4 separate regions of the Sus scrofa genome follow, and all the other regions are linked to region 3. The links are chromatin contacts, called in public HiChIP or PLAC-seq maps. All regions are on one chromosome and are shown on one strand. The core of a region is the stretch at or near the end of the contact, and the rest is flanking DNA. Distances in the headings are between cores, read along the strand shown.

What was found. HiChIP or PLAC-seq counts read pairs in DNA pulled down with a chosen protein or histone mark.
Region 1: a contact with region 3 is called in an H3K27ac HiChIP or PLAC-seq map of skeletal muscle, with 2.2 times the contacts expected there. The contact joins two enhancer-like sites. A contact is called at or near these places in 1 of 47 Hi-C or Micro-C datasets (embryonic fibroblasts) and 2 of 2 datasets of contacts at active chromatin or transcription factors (alveolar macrophages and skeletal muscle).
Region 2: an H3K27ac HiChIP or PLAC-seq map of skeletal muscle shows a contact between it and region 3. The contact joins two enhancer-like sites. A contact is called at or near these places in 3 of 47 Hi-C or Micro-C datasets (embryonic fibroblasts, epiblast stem cells and heart right ventricle) and 2 of 2 datasets of contacts at active chromatin or transcription factors (alveolar macrophages and skeletal muscle).
Region 4: a contact with region 3 is called in an H3K27ac HiChIP or PLAC-seq map of skeletal muscle, with 4 times the contacts expected there. The contact joins two enhancer-like sites. A contact is called at or near these places in 1 of 47 Hi-C or Micro-C datasets (epiblast stem cells) and 2 of 2 datasets of contacts at active chromatin or transcription factors (alveolar macrophages and skeletal muscle).

The regions. Positions count from the first base shown.
Region 1 is chr13:110,727,989-110,730,688 of Sscrofa11.1, reverse strand. The region is part of intron 3 of FNDC3B (fibronectin type III domain-containing protein 3B); the gene reads right to left. Among named protein-coding and RNA genes, the nearest start is that of FNDC3B, 140 kb to the right of the region's middle. Within about 2 kb of position 1,373, at least 38 of the 83 cell types and tissues checked have an H3K27ac peak or open chromatin away from gene starts, as enhancers often do. A contact at or near this core is called in skeletal muscle, where this site is marked.
Region 2 is chr13:110,699,199-110,701,898 of Sscrofa11.1, reverse strand. The region is part of intron 3 of FNDC3B (fibronectin type III domain-containing protein 3B); the gene reads right to left. Among named protein-coding and RNA genes, the nearest start is that of FNDC3B, 110 kb to the right of the region's middle. Within about 2 kb of position 1,283, at least 51 of the 83 cell types and tissues checked have an H3K27ac peak or open chromatin away from gene starts, as enhancers often do. A contact at or near this core is called in skeletal muscle, where this site is marked.
Region 3 is chr13:110,859,004-110,861,709 of Sscrofa11.1, reverse strand. All of the region lies in intron 11 of FNDC3B (fibronectin type III domain-containing protein 3B), which reads right to left. Among named protein-coding and RNA genes, the nearest start is that of GHSR, 130 kb to the left of the region's middle. Within about 2 kb of position 1,404, at least 11 of the 83 cell types and tissues checked have an H3K27ac peak or open chromatin away from gene starts, as enhancers often do. A contact at or near this core is called in skeletal muscle, where this site is marked.
Region 4 is chr13:110,651,293-110,653,992 of Sscrofa11.1, reverse strand. The region is part of intron 1 of FNDC3B (fibronectin type III domain-containing protein 3B); the gene reads right to left. Among named protein-coding and RNA genes, the nearest start is that of FNDC3B, 65 kb to the right of the region's middle. Within about 2 kb of position 1,367, at least 12 of the 83 cell types and tissues checked have an H3K27ac peak or open chromatin away from gene starts, as enhancers often do. A contact at or near this core is called in skeletal muscle, where this site is marked.

The sequences.
Region 1 (2,700 bases), core at 124-2,623, 130 kb after region 3:
GACCTACACCACAGCTCATAGCAATGCCGGATCTTTCACTAAGCGAGGCCAGGGATCAAACCCGCAACCTCATGGTTCCTAGTCAGATTCGTTTCCGCTGAGCCACAATGGGAACTCCTAGATTGCATTTTCTTATAAAGCAAACATTAAGACCAATTAATAACTTTACTATATTTGAACAACAGCCAAAAGTCAGTAAAAATGACACATTCTGACAAAGTTCTTTAAGAACCATACTGGACATATAATTAATTAAAGCAAATGCATTAATAACAGAGCAAAAATGAAATAAAAATCAGAGTTGTTTAATGTATTTGTAAAGTAGAGGAGAAATTCAAGGTTTTAATACGTGACTAATGTAAACCTCTGATAATGAAATCGAGAGCAAGAAAGCAATTTTTGTTTCCTATTTTATCAGAAATTATAAATTTAAAGTTTGTAACAAATCAAACTTAAGAGCTATCAGACAGAAATTCTGACCCCCTAATCAGAAAGTCTCACTTCTTAAAAAGCACAAAGAAGTACAAGGATGACCTGGATCTGTCCACACAAATTCCAAAGAGCAACTGCCCAGGGGCTTCTTATTTCTTATATTTAGAACCTTTATGTCACAGAAAGTGAAAGCAATCTGGGATAGTCATCTTTTTAGCTTGCTGTATCTTGCTTTGACTTGCCAAATAGACAACACAATCAGCTTTCTGTAATTTCTCTGCCGCTAGTGTGGCAAAAGGGGTGGGGCTTTGGAGCAGAAAGCTTTGTGTAAGACTCAGTTCTTTTTTAACCCTTTTTTAAACAAGTAAAATTCTTCATCTCTATGTCTCATTCATGTACTCAAAGTTCATTACATCCTGTCACTAAATTAAACAGATTCTACTATAAGAACCCTTAAAATTCACTCCAAATTACCAATGCGTTTTTACTTCCACTGGCATTAAAAACATGCATACTATGCTCAAAGTAGAGAAATTTCTTCAAGATTCCATATTAGAGTCCTCTGTCCTTAACAGGTTCTTAGCATTTGCATTTGGGTGTAGCACTGCTGATAATGCCAAATGCAAATCACACCCTGACCACTTATTCTGAAAGCACCACTGGCAAAAATGTACCCAGTACTGCCTCCAGGGCTCTGCCAGGGCTGAGGCTCAGGATAGGGGATGAGGCAAAAAGCATGGTGCTCATCATAGGTTCCCACACAACAAGAAGAGCCCAGAAAGCTCTAAGCCTCAGGAAGTTCTCTTGGTGTCTGGCATATCACATCCACTGCGCTGCCCAGACCTCCGGCCAGGCAGCTCTGACTCAATCTTTGTCCCCAGATCTGCTGCGGCTGGTGTGAGAAGACCACGGACAACCACCAGGCTGACTCATGCTTCTTCCTGACTCTGTCCTTCCTGTGACTACACCAGCTCCTTGAATTGTTCTCCTCCACTGAGCCCAACCTTCACTTGTCACTTCCGGTCCTGTTGGCAAAGGATTTCTCCCAGTGTACCATACCGATTCTGGGGGAACGAAGGGAAGTCACAGCCACAACTGCAAAAACAACTCAGTGCTGAGGCCACTGCTGTTGAGAAGGGCACACACACTTAATACTACTTCTGGTTAGAATTCTAAGACCCTCTGAAACTCAACAGGCCACCCTGCATCATCTTCAGGCCAAAGTAAGGAAAAAGCAGTAACAGTTGACTTTCATTTATTAAGCAGTCTGGGGAAACACCATGAGGCTACCTGTGGAAATGCACTCAGTGGGTGAGAACAGCAGTCTGTGCCCCCCTCCCTTAGCCAAGGAGGAAGAGGGGAGCCTGGTGGCGCACTTTAAAGATGACATGCCAACACTTTCCTTGACCATGGAGAGCAAGCTCTAAAGGCATGTTTTAAAAATACTAAATGAACATATCTACTTAGCATGCCTACATCACTTCAAATTTTATTTCTAGGGGTCATTCTGTTAGAGATTCAAAATCAATTAGAGGTTATTAAGAACACCAGCCTCTCTCAAGTCTGAGAGGAAAGGTCATCTTTAAACATAATGGCTTCCCTCATTATATTTTTCCTCTGACCTAAACCAGATAGCCTCCAAATGATACCAGTTTTTCCTGCTTCTGAAGAGACTGAAACAGCATCTAAAAGACTCCCCTTCCCCCATAGTCTACAATACTATGAATCTTTAAGGGGTACCAGTTTCATAACTAGTTGTGGAAATTCAGGCTTATTTCATCATCACTCTAAAGACTCCCATTTACACAGGCATCTCCTCTCCCAAAGCTGCTGCCCACTCTGCCTGTGTTCCCTTTTCTCTTAATGGCACATCGAGATTCCCACACCCCGCTATAAACCCAGCCATAAACCATGTCCCTCGTAACTCATCAGTCACTGAGATCTGTTCTGCCTCTATTCCCACAGCAACTAACACAAGGTTTTGTATACAATAAGCATGCAAATATTTGTTACATGAAGAGACAAACCAGATGACCACAACTTATTCTGAGAAGTTTTATTCATACACACACGTACACGTACAGCACGGACCCTGTCTTCAGAGAACCATGGGATATATCGAAAGACTGTAATACCTACTTAGAACTAAATCACTCAGGCTACCAATTTGTAGTGAGCCCAAAGATCACTTTGGAGGCTTCTTAAAATACAGAGTCTAGAGCCTTACTTCCAGAGATTCCTCCTCAATAGATCTGCAAGAGGGCCAGG
Region 2 (2,700 bases), core at 34-2,533, 160 kb after region 3:
TCTTCCTTTCAAATGGTTCCCTTCATCTTCAGTCTTACTGCCACCCCCCCAGTTCACCTCACACCTAGAATAGTGACTCCATCTGGGTTGTACTCACACCATCTGGGTTGTACTCCTGCAAGATTTCTAGCTCTGTAGCCTGCAAACATACACAATGCAGCACTACAACATTACCGCCTACCCTAAAGCTGCGCTGGAGGCGGTGAGGCTATTACAATAACTAAGAGATTATGGAGGCTCAAAAGCAAGAGGCAGATCAAAGAACTTTTATTCTAAGGCACTTCCAAAGTCATTATAATATTACCTAACAAAGTGAGCTACCTGAGGCAAAATTCCCTCACCTATAAGATGGAAAGGGTGGATCAGATCAGTGGTTTTTCAACTACTAGGAGGGCAAGGTGGTCTGGAGAAAAGTTTTAAAACCCTTTACCAGAAGAAAGAGTAGCAAGTGTGCCTCAATCAGCTCCACTGGCCTCTATTTTGTATAGAGGACGTCCAGGCAAAATTGAATGAAAAAAAGGTTCTACAGCAACCCTGAAAAACCAGACGAAGCCACTGGAGGTCTAGATCAGAACTGAAGTTCCATCTCACTCTAAAATTCCATGACAGATTGACTTCTGGCCCCACTGGAAGGTAGCAAGGAGCTATACTTGGACCTTTTCAAATACGCAAATTCAAAGTACCAAGCAGTGGGTGAAACATTAGCCAATACTGAGCATCCAAGGGAATGCTGACACCACTGATGGGAAAACCACAAAACAGGACTGGCTCCGAAACAGTTTCTCAAGAGTCCCTTTCTCCAGCTCCTACCAAGTTGAGAGAGCTTTTTCCACCAAGACACAAACTAAACTTTTGATTTGCTTTTTGGAATGTCTGTCTGCAGGACATGCCTGGGAGCCTGCACTCCCACCAACCTCTGCATGAGTGTGGCCTGAGCAGGCTGCAGGCTGCAGCCCAGTCTGGCCTTCTAAAGCATCCTCTCAGATGTCTGCGGCAGACGGGGTCTCACCCCAGAAGTTAACTCCTGCTGATAAGAACCCTTCCTATGGCCAAACAAAATCACTGTTTGATTCTTGTGGCATTCTTCACTCCTGTTTTTCTTCCTCCTCCTCCCTTCCTATAAAAAAAAGGTGTCTTTTAAGTATATCTAGAAGGAAACCTGAACAGCTAGGCGCTTTCCCCTCTTAATTTGTTCCTTATCCCACTGGTGATTCATGCCCTGGGCCGCTCCTCCCTCAGCACAGTGAGCGGCTCTGTTCGGCTCAGTTGTGGGAGGCCACGTCAGCAGGAAACTGCACTGGCTGCCAGGTCACATTCAAGACTGTCTGGAGCAAGTCAGCGTGCAACACCCGCAGGACAGAGGCTGCTCTATGGTTTTCCTAAGCGAAGGGAGTGCTCAGTCCGGAGAAACAAGACTGGCCTCTGCACACCACAGAGACGCAAGCTTAGGGGAGACTCCAAATACTACAGGTTAGAGCGTCCCCATTTTGAAATGTTCCCCAAGTATTTCCAGTTATAGAGTTACTGGTTTTCCCTTCTCCTCATTTTCTTAGAGGACGTACTGTACTGCATCCAAATTCATATTTGGAAAAGGCTACCAAGAGCCAAATCAAACTTCTTCGTGGCTTTCTGGCTCCTGGGTCCAACAGAGGAAATTCTGCACACCCAACCCACCAATCTCCAAAGCCCTGACATGCACTGAGTCAGGACGGAAAACCTGACCTAAAGAGCTGACACACTAAAGTGATCACAAGGGACTTTTTTTCTTCTAAACACACACAATAAAAACAGTAAACAAAGAAAGCACACCAGATGTTATCATGGTATCTCACAGGATGGATTTAGGACAGGAGGCAAAAAAATCACCCTGCACAAAGAGATACACTGAATAAATGACAAAACCATACTTTATGTAGGTGGCTTAGTAAGGTCCAAAATCAATCCTGTTCATATAAACCAACATGATTAACTTAACATGCTAAAAGAGCTGGGCTAGGAGTTTCTTAGTTTGCTGTAGATTTAGACCAGAGACCCTTTAAAAAGAAAAAAAGTGGAGTTCCCACCATGGCTCAGGGGTAAAGAACCCAACTAGTATCCATGAGGACACAGGTTCAATCCCTGCCTTGCAAGTTAAGGATCCGACATTGCCATAACACGTGGTGTAAGTCACAGACACAGCTCGGATCCCACATTGCTGCGGCTCTGGCCTAAGTTGGCAGCTGTAGCTCCAATTCGACCCCTGGCCTACGAACCTCCATAAGCCACAGGTGCAGCCCTAAAAAATTAAAAAAAAAAAAAAAAAAAGACCCAAAGAAAAAAGTGTGAATTTTCTCAGAAACTTCCTAAGTTGAGGGCTTTCCCCTCCACTCTTGGAGAAAGGTCTCCTTAGGTGGACAGCTCAAAGGTCAAATCTTTCTCTCCAAAAATACCAGGTCTGCTAAAGAAACTATCTAGTCCCGTGGAGGGCATTAGTAAAAGAAACAGGAAAGGAGTTCCCGTCATGGCTCAGTGGTTAATAAATCTGACTAGGAGCCCTGAGGTTGCAGGTTCAATCTCTGGCCTCGCTCAGTGGGTTAAGGATCTGGTGTTGCCATGAGCTGTGGTGTAGGTCACAGACGCGGCTCGGATCTGGCACTGCTGTGGCTCTGGTATAGGCTGGTGGCTACAGCTCCAATTAGACCCCTATCCTGGGAACCTCCT
Region 3 (2,706 bases), core at 155-2,654:
CCACATGCTTTTCCCCTCAAAGCCGTCTAATAAAGTAAGGCCTCTCTAAATAGATTTTTTAATTATTCCTATAGAAGCTAAAAATGTAACAAGACTGCTGAGGATAAGGATCCACCAAAATTGCTAATCAATGGCAATGAAATTACTTCATCTTATGGAGTAACATTTTATACTGATTTAAGACTTTCTAAGAATGCTATCCCAAAAGTTATAGAGGATCGTGGGGAGTTTTTTTTGTTTGTTTGTCTTGTTTTTTTTTTTTTGCTTTTTAGGGCTGCACCTGTGCCATACAGAAGTTCCCAGGCTAGAGGTCAAATCAGAGCTACAGCTGTCGGCCACAGCCACACAGGATCCGAGCTGTGTCTGAGACCTGTGCCACAGCTCACCACAACATGGGATCCTTAACCCACTCAGTGAGGCCAGGGATCGAACTCACATTCTCATGGATACTAGTCGGGTTCATTAACCACTGAAACACAATGGGAACTCAGAGATTTTTAAATATAGTCAAGCAAAAGTCTTTTGGGCATGGTTTAGGTATGGCATGGCCTAAAGCCTCAGGAGTGAGCAAATTAAATAACCTTTCAAAGGACTTCCACAAGTAATCAGGTTTCTCCTCTCTTTGGTATCTGTTTATACACATAATGCAATAACGTTCCAGCAGAAAAGTCAATACGGATGGGTTTGCTTATTTGAAAACTGGTATCAAAGTATAAAAAGTATTTGATTTCTTTCATAAAATGAAACTAATTTTTAAAGTAAAATATGTTTATAAGTAGCTGCTAACTGAGAACAAACAAAGGTATTTTTTCAAGTCAGTTTTCCTTCTTGATTAACTTAGTATCTTCATAAAGCTGTCCTCAGTACTTGGGAAGATGAATCCTCAAAATGGGTTTGTTTCCTGTTGAGGAACTTAACATATCCATGGCCAATTCTATACATGTAACTCACACATACTACTGCTAATTCAGGCCACAGTATTTCCTGCCAGGAATAATTCTGGGCATTGTGGGGAATATGGTTCCTCTGGTTAACATTTCCAATGACCCTGGACTGCACCAATAATCTCAGAAGCTCATATTTCCAACACTGGTACTAATAGATGAAGTTGGCTGATATTTTCAATTGCCTTCAAATTAACAGATTGGAAGAGACCCTTCCAGTTCCTCTTCCTGGCACAAGAAAACACAAGAGTGCTAGAATCCAGCTCCCTTTGATCATGTGACTTGTACTCTTTCTGATGTTTTCTTGACCTATGGCCTCTTCCCATTGACCTCCTTCTCTTACAGGTTCTTTCACAGCCATGCCTGCTACCTTCCCAAGCTGCTCATACCAGGTTTGATAACTGCCTGCTAAATAAGTAACATGCATCTAGTTATTGGTAGTCATGTGCCCACAGCCCATGGCTGCTGGATCCAGACATGGGCTGAGTGATTCTGGGCTGGACACTCTCTGTAACAGCCAGTTCAACCTGTCAGGAACATCAACGATAAATCAAATAAAAAATAAGGCTGCACTGGCCAACTGAACTACTGCCAGGCCCAAGCATTTAGTCTGCTAGTACATCTATATTTAGAAGTTGTTCCAGCACTGGCTGACCCTACACAGCATCAAAGACAAATGTTGGCTTGAGGAATAAAACAGCATGTATGTGTTCAGCATAACCGTATATAAGAAGGGGTTCATAACAGGGAGGTGGGAGATACTCCACATCTGGGTGGACTCAAAAGTTCTCTGTGCCAAACCTCACTCTCCCCTCAGTGATGCCTCTTTCATTTGACTGACTACTCTGGCACAGAGGAACTTTCAAAGGTAAGAAAAGGGGGTGGGGTAGTTTGTGGCTGCATGTTACTAAATAAATACTGCATGTATTTTATTCCCTGACACACTGGTTTTTTTATATTAATGGGAGAGGCTTGGATACCTGAAATAGCCAAGGATGCTCATCAAGTTTCCTGGTCTAAAACAAATGAACATAATGTTCCTCCATATCTCTCCAAAGACAGAGGTTCACCTGATGTCAGATGCTCTGATAAGATCAATGTGTGGCAACTGTCCCAGTGAAGGGCAAGGAAAGGAGGAACCAGGGGGTGATTTTAGAACAGGCTGCCTGTACAATTTATAAGTGAACCAAGGGATGGATGGGCTCAGTTCACCCACAGAGACAAGGCCCAAGGTGGCCACCCTCCAGCTGGCAACCAACAAGGGTGACAAATGAGTTGATAAATCAGGTGCTAAGGATCAAGATGCGCATAGGTAATTTAGCCTCAGCTGGAAGCTCCCCACAAAGTCTGCAGCCCAAATGCATAACACCATCCTGTACATGTAACAAATGGTAAAAAGTATAGAGAATCTGCTCCTGGTGTGTAGATGTCTTGGGCCAGGGTCCCTACAAGAGAGGGCTCCTTTGAACTCAGCTCTGCCTTTGGCACCTATGGACGTCTCTGAATCATCAAATCCTTCCTTGTCTAGCTGTCTTCCACAGGAACTACCATGGAGGAAGCCATTTCCCTGGCTCTCAGAAACCACCCTTTGATGTGGCAGCGAATATCTGTGATGTGGCAGCGAATATCTGTGATGTGGCAAAACACTCATACTCTGCCAGGGTCACTGATTTGGCCCTTATGTAAAAGATGGTCTCTGATGGACAAAGGAAAACCCCACTCTCTCATCTCCAAGAAGGCATTCCCCAAGAATGAGTCAAAG
Region 4 (2,700 bases), core at 118-2,617, 210 kb after region 3:
AACTTACACACTCCTAGTACATAACTCAACCACCCAACAACTACATCTTTAATTATGAAGAAAAATGGAAGAATAAATAAACTGTGCCAAAGCATCTCACTTTTCATAACCAAAGTTGCTAATTCTCTTTTCCTTAGGCCACCAGCTTGTTAAAAATCCAAGGCCTGTTTTCTAATCCCTAAGAGTTTCACCAAAGGAAAGTCAGATATTATCCTACCTAGAATACAAGGTAAGAGATTGATCTAGAGGTGGTGGTTCACAAAGCCAACAATGTTTAAATACCCCTTTCTCCACTCCATGCACATATATAGGATATGTTCACTTATTTACCTGGAATTCAAGGAACAAAGAAAAAGCAATAAATTTTCTTTAGAAACGATAATGCCCAGCTATTTAACAAGGCAACTGCCTGCCAACCAGTCCTTAAATTATCATAGAGCAGAAACAATTTTGTGCCGTGGACTGTAGAAAAGACAAGGGAAAAGGCAGGAAAAAGAATGAAAACCATTGATGCAAAACATGAACCTCAGGGTACAAAGTAGTATGTACTATGGTTATTCCGATATTTTTGGTTATTCCCTAGTGATGGGGGTGGGAGGAGAGAGGTAATGACTTTTCCCAATACAAACAGAGAGACAAATGTTCAGGTTATACATTGGGAAGACCACTTGGCCCTAAACATTGACAGTTAAAGAGGGTTAAGTCAGGCTAAGAGACTTAGGAGGGCTTGCCAGTCTTCAATCATTTAACAGTGACAGCTCCCCCAAAAGTGAGTCTTGGGTTTTGGTGGGTAAGTCAACTTAAACAAGTGTGCCTCAGCCCCACTGCTCTGAGGGGAGACCTGGAGAATGTGATGTGCTTAAGAAAGCCGACAGGACTTTTTTAAATGAAGCAATGAATGTGGAAGGCTTACTATCCAAACAGTTAACTTTAAGGCCCAAACTGGATGGAATGACACATGCTCTTATTTCACTACAGAGCAGACTGACCAGAACGTTGTAATAACTGTGGATGGAATGACACATGTTCTTATTTTACTACAGAGCAGACTGACCAGAACTTTGTTTCTTCTTAGGGATACAGGGTCACTGTTTACAATCTGTGTTCAGTCACAAGACAAGGTGCTGTACTAGGGAGTTAGTAAAGCATTTTGACTTTATAAACCTAGAGAAATCACCCCTACTTTGAGGTCTCATGTTTAAATTCTATGTTTGTTTCATTTTATTTTTTTCTCTCTTCCTCATTAGGCTGAACCACAAACCACACCCCCTTAAATCTGAGAATTTGCTGCCTGACATCTTCCTTTGGCTGGGAGCAAGGCTGTTGGTTATATACACACAGTGGAGCAGTCTCTGGGGGTCTGAGAAGCTCCCCTCTGTGCCTTGCGCCATCTTCCTTTACCACTTACTGACTATCTGAGGGAAGCTCTGAGGAAAGCTGAGTGAGCCAGATGTGTGATCTCTGCATAACTGAGCTGTAACTGTTTTTCATGTCAGTCAGAAAGCCTCATGAGAAATCACCCCAACAAAACCCTCATTATCCCGGTCTGGGTTCCTTCTCCCCAAGACAGATGTGTATCTGAGCTGGCCAAAGCTACCACAGAGCTCAAGTACATTTTATCCAAGGAGGAACATCTACACTGTCCTCCTACACAGCAGAGTTCTTGCAATGAACCCATTCTTGAGACCACTACCCTTTACAAATAAAGAATGTACTGCAAAACTCATCAGAACAAACCAATAAAAACAGGTGATCTCTACTACAATGCAATTTTTTAATCCTCTGAACTTTTTTTTCCACATTGAGCACCAAGGTTTCACTCCTATTCTCTTTATTCTTACCCATACTTCCATTTCAAAGAATTTGGTGACAACCACAGGCCCCCACAACCCCTCCCCCTAACCACACATCCTAACACTAAAACCACAAGTGCTTCATGCCCAGCCAGTTCTATTCTTTTGATTGACAGGGAAGGGATGCCATGTGAGCACTTGTGGTTAACTTGCCTCTCTCCTGGGAGCAAGTGTTTGTTACCTTCCTTACCTGCTAGGCCCAGCTTTACCAAAAAATTTCTATGCTAATGCAGGGGTGGGGGCTGGGCACTTGGAAAAATAGATCCTCACCGTTAGTAAGACATTTAATTCTGTCCAAATACACCCCCATAGCTTTTAAAGAACAACTTATTTTAAAAGAATATTACAAAGGGTCTTCAGTTTTTATATCACTCTAGGCAACTGGGTTATTACTTTTTCCTTTTATTTTGCTTCCCCCACTCCAAGTCTAAAAAGGTTTTCCATGGTATTTTGGCCCCAGCCTATACTAAGAAACATACAGCCAATTTCATAAAATATCTGATTCTCAGGAGAGAACCACAGATCCATTTCCAAAGGCCAGAGAAAGCAATTATACACTAGGAAGAATTTCTAACTTGAAAAAACCAAACTCCTAATCACTGCTGGGAGAGTTTTAAGTCTGTGGACCTGGCCTTCAAATTAGTAACAAAATGTCCTGGTCCTCACTCCATGGGCCGATGACCCAAATTTCCTTACATTAATTCAAGATGTGAGTTAGCAGTACAGTACACAAATTAGTTTCAGATGACAAGAGAAAAAGAGAAAAAGAAATGTAACGGCACCGGCACCAAAAGGAACAAAGCATAACCATCAGCACCAAATGAGGAGATTAACTCCTTGAGTTAGA